2 separate regions of the Rattus norvegicus genome follow, and region 1 is linked to region 2. Evidence: chromatin contacts called from public Hi-C data. All regions are on one chromosome and are shown on one strand. Each heading gives the region's core, a stretch centred on a gene start, on an enhancer-like site or on the middle of the called end of the contact. The rest is flanking DNA. Distances are from core to core; before and after follow the strand shown.

Region 1 (5,621 bases), core at 326-2,825, 230 kb before region 2:
CTTAGAAAGAAAGAAAAGAAAATCTGAGGCTGTGATTAAAACAATCCCCAACTCCTCTTCATCTGTTTTCCTGAAGATTCTTTATTAAATGGATCGCGGTTTTATTTTTTTTAATCCCATTTCATCTTCACATGCGTGATCCCGTCGTTCTCTCCACTCAGAAGAAACCCATGGTGGCACGCAGCCCACAGTAGTCATAAGGGAAGGAAAGGGTTCCTCGCAGTCAGTCTGGATGCGCTCCCTCCTCCCCAGAAGCCCCTTCCCAGACCCCGTCTGGTCTCCAGAGGCTGGGGTAAACCGCGCGGCTGTAGCCCGCGCTGTAATCGTAGGACACCTGATGGGGCGGCGGCAGCGCACAATCTGGGAAGAAGGGGGTGAAAGAGGCTAAGGCTGGTGCGTCCTCCCCGCCCGGTGAGTCCAAGGCTGTGGGGTACAAGAGGCGCACAGGCTCGTTCAAGGTCATGTTGCCTCGAACGCCAGGCAGAGGAGGCTTCTTGCTCTGAGGACAGCTCGGGGTGTTCCAGGGTTCGGGGTATAGTAGGTTCCCCACCATCGCCGGCTGCTCAAAGGGGACGGACTCCAGCTCCAGGGGTCCCCGTAGGACCGTGGCTCCGGCGGGGAACGGGTCGAGAGGGTCAGCGGCCAGCAAGACACCCGAATCGTTGCCAGTGCTGAAGTCCGGCGCCAGCAACTCAAAGAACTCAACGGCCTCCGCCCCTTTCTCCAGGTCACCCAGGCTCACACCCTGGCCCGAGGGGCCGCCGCCGCCACAGCAGCCCACCCGGGATGGCTCCGTGAAGAAGGAGGGGGGCAGGTTTCTGGCGCGCAGAGGGACCTTCCTGGTACCCGGAGCCACTGAGCTCGCCGAGGTGCCCGCCCTGTCTCCCGCAGAGCTTGCTGCCCCAAGGCCCGGGACCGACGCGGCCACCGCACCGCCTGCGGTCTCCGCTCCCCCGGGGATGTGGCGCAGAGAGTCGAAAAGGGCAGCCAAGCTCCGGCTCTGCAGGCTGGCGGCAGCTGCAGCCTGGGTCGCCTCCCTCCGCGGGGCGGCCTTACAGTGCGCCGGGGTCGCGACAGTCGAGGCTCCTGGGGCTCCGGGCGGCCGTTTGGCTGAAGTGTCTGTGGAGCTCGGGGACGGCGGTCTCGGAGGTGCGGTACCCATGAGGCCACTGCAACGTTTGATCTGCTTCTGCAAGTACTTGCGGTGGTTCACTTTCCGCTTGGACTTGCCTGGCTTGTCCAGCGCCAGTTTGATGTTGCTGGACGCCGAGTCTATGAAGCTGAGCAGGTCCCGGGTGGCCTCGCGCACGTCCCCGCCGTCGGACCCGGACAGCAGCGCTCCAGCGGACACCGCGCTCTCATCATCTTCGAAACAGCAGCCCTTGTCCAGACTTCCGAAGGCGCTCACCAGCCCGTCCGCAGAGCCTCCGAAACCGAAGGGTATGAAGGGGTGCGAGCTGAGCAGCGCAGCCTGCACCGCCATCTCCGCGGCTCTCAAGCGGTCCGCAGCGCGGCCGGTGTTCACCCAGCCTGCTCCCGCCCAGGCGCTGCGCTGTCTGCTCGCTCCGACCCAAGCTCCCCGCTCAGCCTCCCGGGGGAGCTCATTAGATCTTGTAAGCCAGGGGTGGAGTGGGAGAGCGCAGGACGACCGCCCCGGTAGCCGAGGGGAGGGACTTACTTAGCCGGGCTTTGGTGGTCGGTAAAAAGGGGGCGGGAAACTCTGGCTTTTCTTGTTTTCTAAGCTTTCTCAAACCTTAACCCTTTCCTTCCCCTGTGCCCCGGGACATAAGTTTTGATTGGCCTCAATCGCCAGGGGTGAGGAGAAAGCCTGTGTTCCAACCCCAGCTAGGCTCCTGTAAATCCACACCCTGGCCTTGGTCACTGTCCCTAAGCGAGTTCACAGATCTGGGTTCCAATTCCAGTTCTGGAAGCAGTGAGGTCCAGCAGCTTCTGTCTTCTGGATGTTCGCCCTGTACCGGTCATTGCCCATACTTTATGTCATTTAATTCTGTCCAACAGCCTCATGAACTACATGTTTTGTTACCATTCAACAAAAGGAACTGGACTTCTGAGAAGTTCAGAGAATTGGACATAGCCACATCTAGGTTTAATTTAAGCCTTACCAGTAAACAGCCTGGAATCTGGAAACATTGGGTACATGGCTTTGGATTCACCAGCCTGCCATGCTTTGCCTTGGTTAGCTTTTCATGTTACACACAGGTGGGCACATAGAGCATTTACTGTAACAGAAGAGACCCGTAAAGATGGCTGCACTCCTTGATATGTCTTCTCCATCACAGCGTTCATAAGGATTAACTGATGCCACAATAGAAAAGCCCCATGCACACACAACAAAGTTCTCTTAGTTACCATGGTGCAAGTCACTAAAGAGGTATAGACCATATCTTCTAAAAGTCTTCAGTTCAAGCCCTATTTTTCTGCAGCTATAACAGAAACACATTGGAGCGGGCATCCCTACCAAAGAAGACAGGTTTTATTTAAGTCATGGGAATAGGGACTTACTCAAACCCATAAAGCTGAATCAAAGTTTGTTTTAACTCGAATTGGCTCAACTGTCATGTACCCCTCATTCAGGTTCAGAGATGTGCAGTATCATTTAGCCACACAGAGTCCAACAGAGATGGCAAGAGTTTAATTAGAAATGTCCAGAGGTCAACTGAAGATTTCTGTACTTGAAATTCTAACAATCATTTTTTTAAAATGTACTATAAAGATTCATCTATAAAAATCACTTTTCATTTCTAGATAATTGGGCTTCTACACATCAAAGCTAACTTACTGGGTAGTAAATCTAGCTAATTAGATGAGGCCAGCTCTTACTGGGGCTGTACCTATTGCTGTGGGAGTTGAAGTGTCTTTGGGCAAGTCAGCTCTCTTTCTGTATCATTTCCATTCCTACTCTGAGAAATGAGAATGCTCATAACTATTCTCACAGATTCTGAGAGGATTGTTTATAGGACAGTAGGCGAATGCTTGCAAGTCTTATTTTACTCCCAGTACAGAAAAGGCTATCTCACCCCCTGGTCTGGTATAAAATAGTGGCCCAATGACCTCCTTGTGCTTGACTCCTGCCCAACCCATTCTATTACAACATAGCAAACTATAATATCAGCATCATTTGTCCTCTATCCGCAACCAAGTGCCTATTCGCAAGGTCAAAAAAGCAGCTGTGCTTGTGGGTTAGACAAACTTTAAAAGGACAGTGGACTATAATGGAGAAAGTGCAGAGAAACCCAGAGTCCGATTTTACCTTTATTATCTGACTGCACAAAACTTCTCCTGTGGACTCTGACCTATAAAACAGAAAAAACATGAGAACTATTTGGTGAAAAATCAACAAGAAAATAGAAGTGAAAGTCGTGTGACAGCTACATACATAGAAAAGAACAATATCTCTAACTTTTCATGATTCACAAAACTGACTTTCATATACACACACATGCCCACCCAAGTCATTTATTTTATACATTAGGCAGGAAAATATTGACACTCACCCTTGGATGTGATATACTGGGATACAGAGATAAACAAAAGAAGCTATGGTTTCCACTCTTGCTAATCAAAGGCAGACACTACACGCAAGTCACTGTAAAATATAACTTCAGTAAATTAAGGGTACCAGGGTTGATGGGCTAAATGGGTCATCAAGCTGCACATTTGCTACAGATGTGTGAAAGTGGAATGGGGGGTGGGAGGCTGTTTTGGTCTCTGTTTCCTGCCATTGAACCCCTTCCCCTCTACTTGGACTGCCTGGATAGACTTCAGTGGGAGAAGATATGTCTAGACTTGCTGTGACAAGATGCCCCAGAGTGGGGCGGTACTCGAGAAAGGGGGTTCCCTTTCTCTGAGTAGAAGAGGTGGGAGCAATGGGAGGAAGGATTTGTAAGGGTGGGACTGGGAAGAAAGGAGGGAGGGGGTGTGATTGGGATGTAAACTGAATAAAAAGTAATAAAAATTAAAAATCAAAAAAAAAAAGACAACAAAGACAAAAAAAAAAAAAAAAAGGAAAAAAGGACCATTAAGGTTGTCCAAAAAAGACAAGGCATTTACAAAGAAGCAAAGATATTGAAGCAAAGATTTAAAGGATATGTTTGAATATTTCAAACAAATTTGTACTATCTCTCTGAGAGAACAGCCCAGACAAAGGCATGAGTAAGTGAAAGCAGTCATGTTTGTTGAAAATAAGCTACGAATAATAACTTTTCCTTGGAATTATTCTACTTCTGAAGCCAGAGGAAATTCTTAGGAGTTCACCTACCCAGCTACATTATCTGCACCCAGTCTGACTTATGGCCTCACTTGCTTTCCCCCTTCATCTGCCCTCTGTTTTTGGGAGAATCGTATCTGGGATGAAATCGGTTTTAGTTGAGCCAGTGGCTCACTCCTGCCGGGCCCTTCAGCCCCTCCTCCTGCCCCTGAGTGAGAACATTCACTTGAGTGGCTTTGACATCAATACATTTCACTTCCTATAGAGCAAAGGGACTCAACTCCGTCCTGCACTAGGGGCTCTGCAGATCTCCAAACCAGAGCTCTTTCCTCCTGGTGACGCCTAATGCTGAGCAAGTGGGATTAGTCTCCTTGGGAACCAAGCCCCCTAGGGGCTCAAGAGCTGAACTCACCCCAAACCGTTTGGGAGAATTGAGATTTCATATTGTTCTTTTACACAAGGATTTCAGGACATTATTCGAACAAAAGCCCACCTGAGAGCTGCCTCCTTTTTGTGGGTAAATATAGCAGCAGGATCAAAAGCTGACTTACTTATTTTGTTTTCCTTCTTTTTAACTTTAATCATATTCCCTGCAGGACAATCATAGTCCTCAGAGATGTCAGGAATGCACATTCATAATGAAAGAAATAATTATGCATCTCTTTTTCTCTTCCCAAACCAATTTCCTGTCACTGGTTAGTTGGGAAATCTCAGATAAAGCAACTTAATTTCTCACACAATTTATAAGGTATCATTATCATCATAATACAATGTTACCTTACAAATATTACACATCTCCCCCCATGTGTCTTTTGGCTTGTTTCTCACCCACTCACCTCTGCAAACCTTCTGCCAACACTACATCTCAACTTGTGGCTTAAAATATAAAACACTGATCAAGGGAGATGACTCCAGGGGTAAAACAGATTCTTGCCACCAAGCTGGACCTGAGATCTATCCCTAAGACTCACATCATGAAAGGAAAGCACCAGCTCTTACGAGTTGTTCTGTAACCTCTACACAGATGCCATAGCACACATACATGCACACACACACACACACACACACACACACACAGAGTGAGAGAGAGACAGAGAGACAGAGAGACAGAGAGACAGAGAGACAGAGAGACAGAGAGACAGAGAGACAGAGACAGAGACAAAGACAGAGAGGGAGAGAGAATTGTAAAATATTTCCCCATCTAGCATTATGTAATAGATGACTCTGAAATTTAGCAGATAAAAACAATAGGCATGTTATCATAGCTTGAAATGTTACAGATCAGTTATTTGAACAGGAGAAATACCTGTTCTATGAGACACTGAAAACAGCTGACCTAGAGGATCCAAATTGGCATCATTCATAGGATGGCTCCTGTACCAACCCATGCTAA
Region 2 (5,915 bases), core at 2,176-4,675:
GGAAGAGAAAGCAGAACTGGGATCTACATATATCAAAATACCCAGGTCACTGATGTGCTTGTACCACAACTAACGGAGGCAGTGTAGGAAGGCCTGCAGGAACTGACAGCCATGAGACTCACACTGGAACAAGACAAAGACTAACAGACATACTGAGCAGAAGCTAAGAGGAATAGCTGGGTGCAAATGACCAGCAGTTTCCAAGAGGCATAATCACACCAATGGAGATGTAGCCCAAGGTCTGGGCAGCAAGACGGACTAAGAATGTATAAGTGGGGCTAAGAAGATAGTCAGTAGAGAGCCTGAGGCCTGAATCTCCCTCATACACACACTCTCTGAAGAACTCGGCATGGCTTTTGCCTATAATGCTAGACCTGAGCCACAGAGACAGGAAGATCTCTAGAGCTCATTGGCCAGCTAGCCTGAATTCAGTGAGAAATCCTATTTCATAAAGTTAGACGGGAAGCAATTAAGGAAGAAACTGTCTGCAAACATCCAAATGCACATATATGCATTTGGAATTATACACACGCAGATACCCACACAAACATATACACATACCACATAAATACACACACACACACAAAGTAAAAATGGGATGGCAATATAACAGTTGGTGCTTGCCTATAATGCACAAAGCTCTGGGTTTAATCCCCAGCACCACATTAATAAGACATGCAGTAAAGGTGTCTAAAAGGATAACCTCTGTACAAGGCTAGAGTATAAGGTTTTGCTGAGTAAAATAAAAAATCAAGTAGCTGTGATGATTTGAACAGGTATGGCCCCCATAGGTTCATGCGTACAAATGCTTGGCCCACAGGGAGTCTGACACTAGAAGATATGGCCTTGTCGGAGTAGGTGTGGCCTTGTTCCAAAAAATGTGTCACCGTGGAGGTGGGCTTTGAGGTTATACATGCTCCAACTACTCACAGTCGCCTTCTGCTGCCTTTGGATCAAGATGTAGAACCCCTGGTTCCTCCAACACCACCTCCTGCAGGCTGCCATGCTCCCTGACATGATGATAATGGACTAAACCTCTGAAACTGTAAGCCAGCCCCATTTAAATGTTTTCCTTTAAATGTTTCGCTGATAGTTGAGCATGGTGGCACAAGCCTTTAATCCCAGCACTTGGCAGACAAAAACAAGTGGATCTCTATGAGTTCAAGGCCAGCCTGGTCTGGAAAGGGAGTCCCAGGACAGCTAGGGTTACACAGAGAAACCCTGTCTTGAAAAATTAAAAAAAAAAAAAGTTGCAATAAAACCCCAGCTAAGACACACTTGCTAACTGCTGAAATGTGAAATGTTAAAAAAAAAAAGTCTTAAATTGTATTTGTAAAAACAATGGAGGGGAGGGGAATGGGGAGACGGCTCAGTAAGAGCACCTGTCCTGCAAACTTAAGAACCTGAGTTCAGACCTTAGCAACCACATAAAGTCAGCCATGGCTCCACACTTGCCTATAACCCCAATGTCATGACAGGGGGATTACTGGGTCTAACTGCCTGCCTGCCAGGTTTCCAGGTTCAATGAGAAAACATTCTCTCATTCAAGAGAATAAGGCAGAGAGTGATAGCATAGGGCACTCACATCAGCCTCCTGTCCAACACGTGCACATCCGCGCGCGCGCACACACACACACACACACACACACACACACACACACACACACACGAGAGAAAGAGAAAGAAAGAGAGAGATTAGCATCATTCCATCCCTTTACTTTTGCATTCTCCTAAAGCATTTTCAAAGAGAGATTTTTAGAGATCAGATATTCCAAAGCTTCTCCCTCTAACTTTATTGTTAATAACTGGATGCTGTCAAGAATTATATGTGTAAAAAAAAATTCAAAAGTTTCAGTACAAGGATTAAGGGTAGTTCCGTAGGGAAAAGTCCGAGTTCAACTTTGTTTTACAGTAAGTGTGGGTGGAGAGCAGAGGTTCAGGAAGGAGGAAGTCCTCCTTCTAAATGCAACCTTCACTTCAGCTAGACAGCCATAGCAGCTGGCTTCACAGAAAGGTTTTCCTAGGGAAAGCAGAAAACTCCATGGTCCTGACTCCAACTTCTCAACTTACAAATGAAGAAACTGTAGAGATTCAAGGGGCTGTCCCAGAGAGACTTCTGCTACCTCAGCTAAAATTAAAACGCTTTTCTTTTCCTTTCTGTTTTTTAGAAACCCAAACACAAGTTTCTAGGTCTTTTTTAACTTCAAAATGAAATTGTTCTACAACCCCATGTCTTCCCTCTTAATTCCTAGTCAAACTTCCTATCAGTAACCATGCATCAATAACTGTCCACTGAGGCAGCTACTCTGCTAGGTGCCAGCTTCAGTTAGTCACCACTGCAACCCTCTTCAGCAAACCAAGAAACTTGGCTCAGAAACTACCCTGAAACCTCTCTAAGATTACAGGGTAAGGCCGGAATCCTGGTATGATTTCTAAAGCCAAGATCAGACTACTGTACACTTGCTAATCCCAGTGCCTTGTCCATTCAGGCCTCAGAGACTCCTAGAACTATAGAATTATATATCCTGTCACTTCAGAGGACACAGGTACTTTTCCATTCAGACCTATAGAGTAATGTCTCATGCTGCAGCAAAATACAAAGGCATTGGAGAAGTCTGTCTTAAAACTGTGAACTCAAGTTCACAGACCAGAAAAGACCTGATCCTTGCACTCACCTCAGATCAGGATACAGACCTTCAGCCTCTAAAGGTAGTATTTCAGCTGAGAGAAGCTGTTTAGTGAAGCGAATAGGCTAGCGCTTTACCCTGTTATATTAGGTAATGGGTACACTAGAATTCGTGTTGAGAGACTTAAAGGTCAAGGTTAGCCTCCATACATTAGAATTTGAGTTGAGAGAGATGGGGTCAAAGGTTAGTCTCCATAATTTGGTTTTAGCCAAGGTAAAAAAAAAAAAAAAGTTCAAATTGAGGCATTTTCTGAGATGAAGTGGTAAAAATATGTATCCTGGACGTCCAGAACTGGAGGAATAGATTTCTCGCGGTCTCTGATGGGGAACACTCGAATAACTAAGGCTTAAAGCTACCCTCCAGAAAAGGTGAACTAAAACTAAATCAAGTCCTAAGTATCAGAGTTTGAATTTTGGAGTGGGCAGCGGTGCTTCATCAAGCTGTAACAGCCAAGCAAGGTACCGGCGAGCGATTGGGACCAGAGACCTAGAACCCTTACTCCCCAGCCTCCGCTTACCTTCTGTTGGAAGTAATGAACTGAGTAGCTACTGGGTACAGCAGGGTCGGGTGTGTTAGTTGACAAGTGCGGGCTGCCGAGGGTCTTTAGCCTAGGCCGGATGGTTGTGGCGGCCCCGAGTGATAGAAAAGGCAGGAGCAGGAGAGCCCAGCAGCCCATGGCTCAGGACAGCAGCCACAGTGTGGGCGGCTAAAGAAAGAGAGCCACCCGCAGAAAAGCACTACTAAGCCAGGCCCAGCTCGTAGCTCCGCCCGCTGCAGACCAGCTCCTCCCTCGGGAAACCTAAAACCAGGCGGCCCCTGGTCTCAAAGGCGTTGCCTCCACCCTTGCCACTTGCCATCCTCCTTCTCCCCGCCCACCTCCACTGAGGTCACACTCTACGTCGGCCTTTACTACGCAGGGTTTTTTGCCTCATCCTTATCTATGGCTCCCCAAGCCCTATCGCCTCTCTAGGTTATGTCATATCTCTGCCTTTATTGTCACCATCACACTGTCCCCGCAACCTCAGTCCCACGGTAACAACACCGGGCGGGAGGAGGAGGGAGGAAGAGAGAGTCTATTGTCACCAGGCATGACGGCACACACGTGACCCTCCCTCAACCAAAACAGCAACCTTTCAGTGTTTGCCTCTCTACTTAGATGAGGAAACAAGTAGAGGGACTCGATCCTAGGTCCCTCAAGTAGCAGGAAATGGAGCGAGGGTCACAGAGCGCCCTGTTCCCTTGTAGGCTGTTCGGGCTCTTCCACTCCGCTGCTCCCGCCTAACCAGCCCCATGTTATTCAGTTCTCGGGTCACCCCATCCGCCGCATTGCTCGCACGACCCGTCCTTTCTGTGGCCGCTGAGTCTTTCGTGCAGACCAAACATTCCCTCAACCCGGATAATCCATCCAGGCTCCGCGATGGCGACTCCCTGTTGTAGTCAACAGCGCCCCCTCCTGTCCAGCCCGCGGCGCCAACTTTCACGGCTCCAACGCCCTCGGCGTTCGTCTGAGGGGTGCAGCCACCCCTTCCCACGCCTCGAGCCTTCCCGGCTTCCCCCGCACTTCGTTGAGAGAACTACCGCTCCACCAGTCGAAGAAGAACGTCTCTCAAAACCCACAGCTACCCCTGGCTTGACAAGGAGGGTCGCTTGCCGGGGTTATAAGCGACACGCCCTGCGGAGCATTTTCTGATTGGCTCTCCTTAAAGACCGTCAAGACGACATTTCCGGCGGAAGAGGACGCGGGAGATTCGATTGCGAGCGTTTGGAGAGCGGCTGTCCGGGAGGCCGGAGTTCCTTCATGGTTGCCCGGGCTTGCCTGGGTCCTTTGCTTCAGGTGAGAAGCTGAAGAAAGGAATTCTTGGGGGGCTCTAGGTAGAGAGACTGCTGACGAGGCACTGTAACCTTGAGCTCCATTTGGATTTATTTCAAGACTCTTGGCCGTAAAAGCCGGATACGACGTTAAACGAGAGAGTCAATCCTTTTCACGTTCTTTAGTGAATGTTTACACTTTACGGTTGCTGCAGAGCCCCAGAAAGGAAAAGGCTCGACTTTAAACTGGGACATAAAAATATGTCATCAGACTACTGTGCGGAATATTGCCAGTTGCTGGCAAAGATGCTTTGTTTTGCTTTTTCAGATTACTCTGATTGCCCAGAAAAAGTATTTTACCGAATAATGCACGCAATCCAGAAACTGAAGCTTTTCTATTTTCCTTGATCTCTCGAATCCACATCTAAGATGAAAATTCAAGCCCCACTGAACACTGCCACTACCATAATCTAACCTGTGACTGTTGTATGCTGTGACAGTAGCCTTCAGCTGTTTCCCCTGTTTATCCATTCTCCATAAGACCAGGCAGATAGGTGAAAATTTTTGACCAAGATACTCACCATTTATCTTGTTTTAGATGCTTCTATTTTCCCGATGTTTTAAGTCCAAATTCCTTAAGGTAGGTTAAAAAGCTCTTTGGCCTTGCTTGCCTCTCCAACCTGCACTTACACACCCTCTCGGGGTAGGAGATAAAACCCAGGATATCACACACACTGTTCATGACATACTGAATTATCCCCAACCCCAGGTTATCTTGTATATTCCTCAAAGGCACCATCCTCTCAACCTCCAAAACTTCTTTTTATCCTGACTCATTAGTGATTTCTTAGTTTGCAAAGCCTTTCTGGTTTGGTTTGGTTTGTTTTATGTGTGTGAGTTAAGAGAACAGGATTTTGAACTTCTGATCATCCAGCCTCTATCTTCCAAGTGCTAGATTTATAGTTACGTTCCACCAAGGCTGACTTTGAAAGCATTTTTAAAAGCATCTTAAATTTAAAGCATTTTTTGACCTTTTAAAACTGGATCACAGAGCACTCTGTCATTTTTTTTATTCATTCCTCAGATAAAATTTTAAGTGCCTCCCATTATGCCAAGAAGGGCCAGGTTTTGGATGACTTCAATTACCAATAGAGACTGCTGTCCTAGGGTAAGTACCCCTCTGCCCCCTTTTTGGATAGAATTAAACAGAATAGCAAAATTGAGTATGGAGACCTATATTGATAACCTTAGCACTCTGGAGTCATGAGAATCTCTAGTTTGAAGCCAGCCTGAGATACAAAGAGACTTAAGGGCTATGGAGGAAAATCTTATGTTTTAAAAAAAATGGGTCTAGAAATAACCATGGATCTGGAAAGTCCCCTCTAAAGAATTGATTTTAAATGGGTGAATATGGCATGG

The links. A called contact is a pair of places that touch in the nucleus more often than the background predicts.
Region 1: a Hi-C map of mammary epithelial cells shows a contact between it and region 2, with 2.9 times the contacts expected there. The contact joins the promoter of Fam181b here to the promoter of Prcp in region 2. A contact is called at or near these places in 10 of 12 Hi-C or Micro-C datasets (the A7r5 cell line, Schwann cells, frontal cortex and 6 more) and 1 of 1 datasets of contacts at active chromatin or transcription factors (oligodendrocytes).

What each region holds. Positions count from the first base shown.
Region 1 is chr1:156,574,775-156,580,395 of GRCr8, reverse strand. Fam181b (family with sequence similarity 181, member B) reads right to left here and starts at 1,575. Exons shown (of 1, transcript NM_001109150.2): 1 at 78-1,575. The coding sequence starts at 1,483. The coding sequence ends at 224.
Region 2 is chr1:156,341,404-156,347,318 of GRCr8, reverse strand. Prcp (prolylcarboxypeptidase) reads right to left here and starts at 3,425. Exons shown (of 9, transcript NM_001106281.3): 1 at 3,205-3,425. The coding sequence starts at 3,363. Ddias (DNA damage-induced apoptosis suppressor) reads left to right here and starts at 4,450. Exons shown (of 6, transcript NM_001126294.1): 1 at 4,450-4,521; 2 at 5,581-5,664.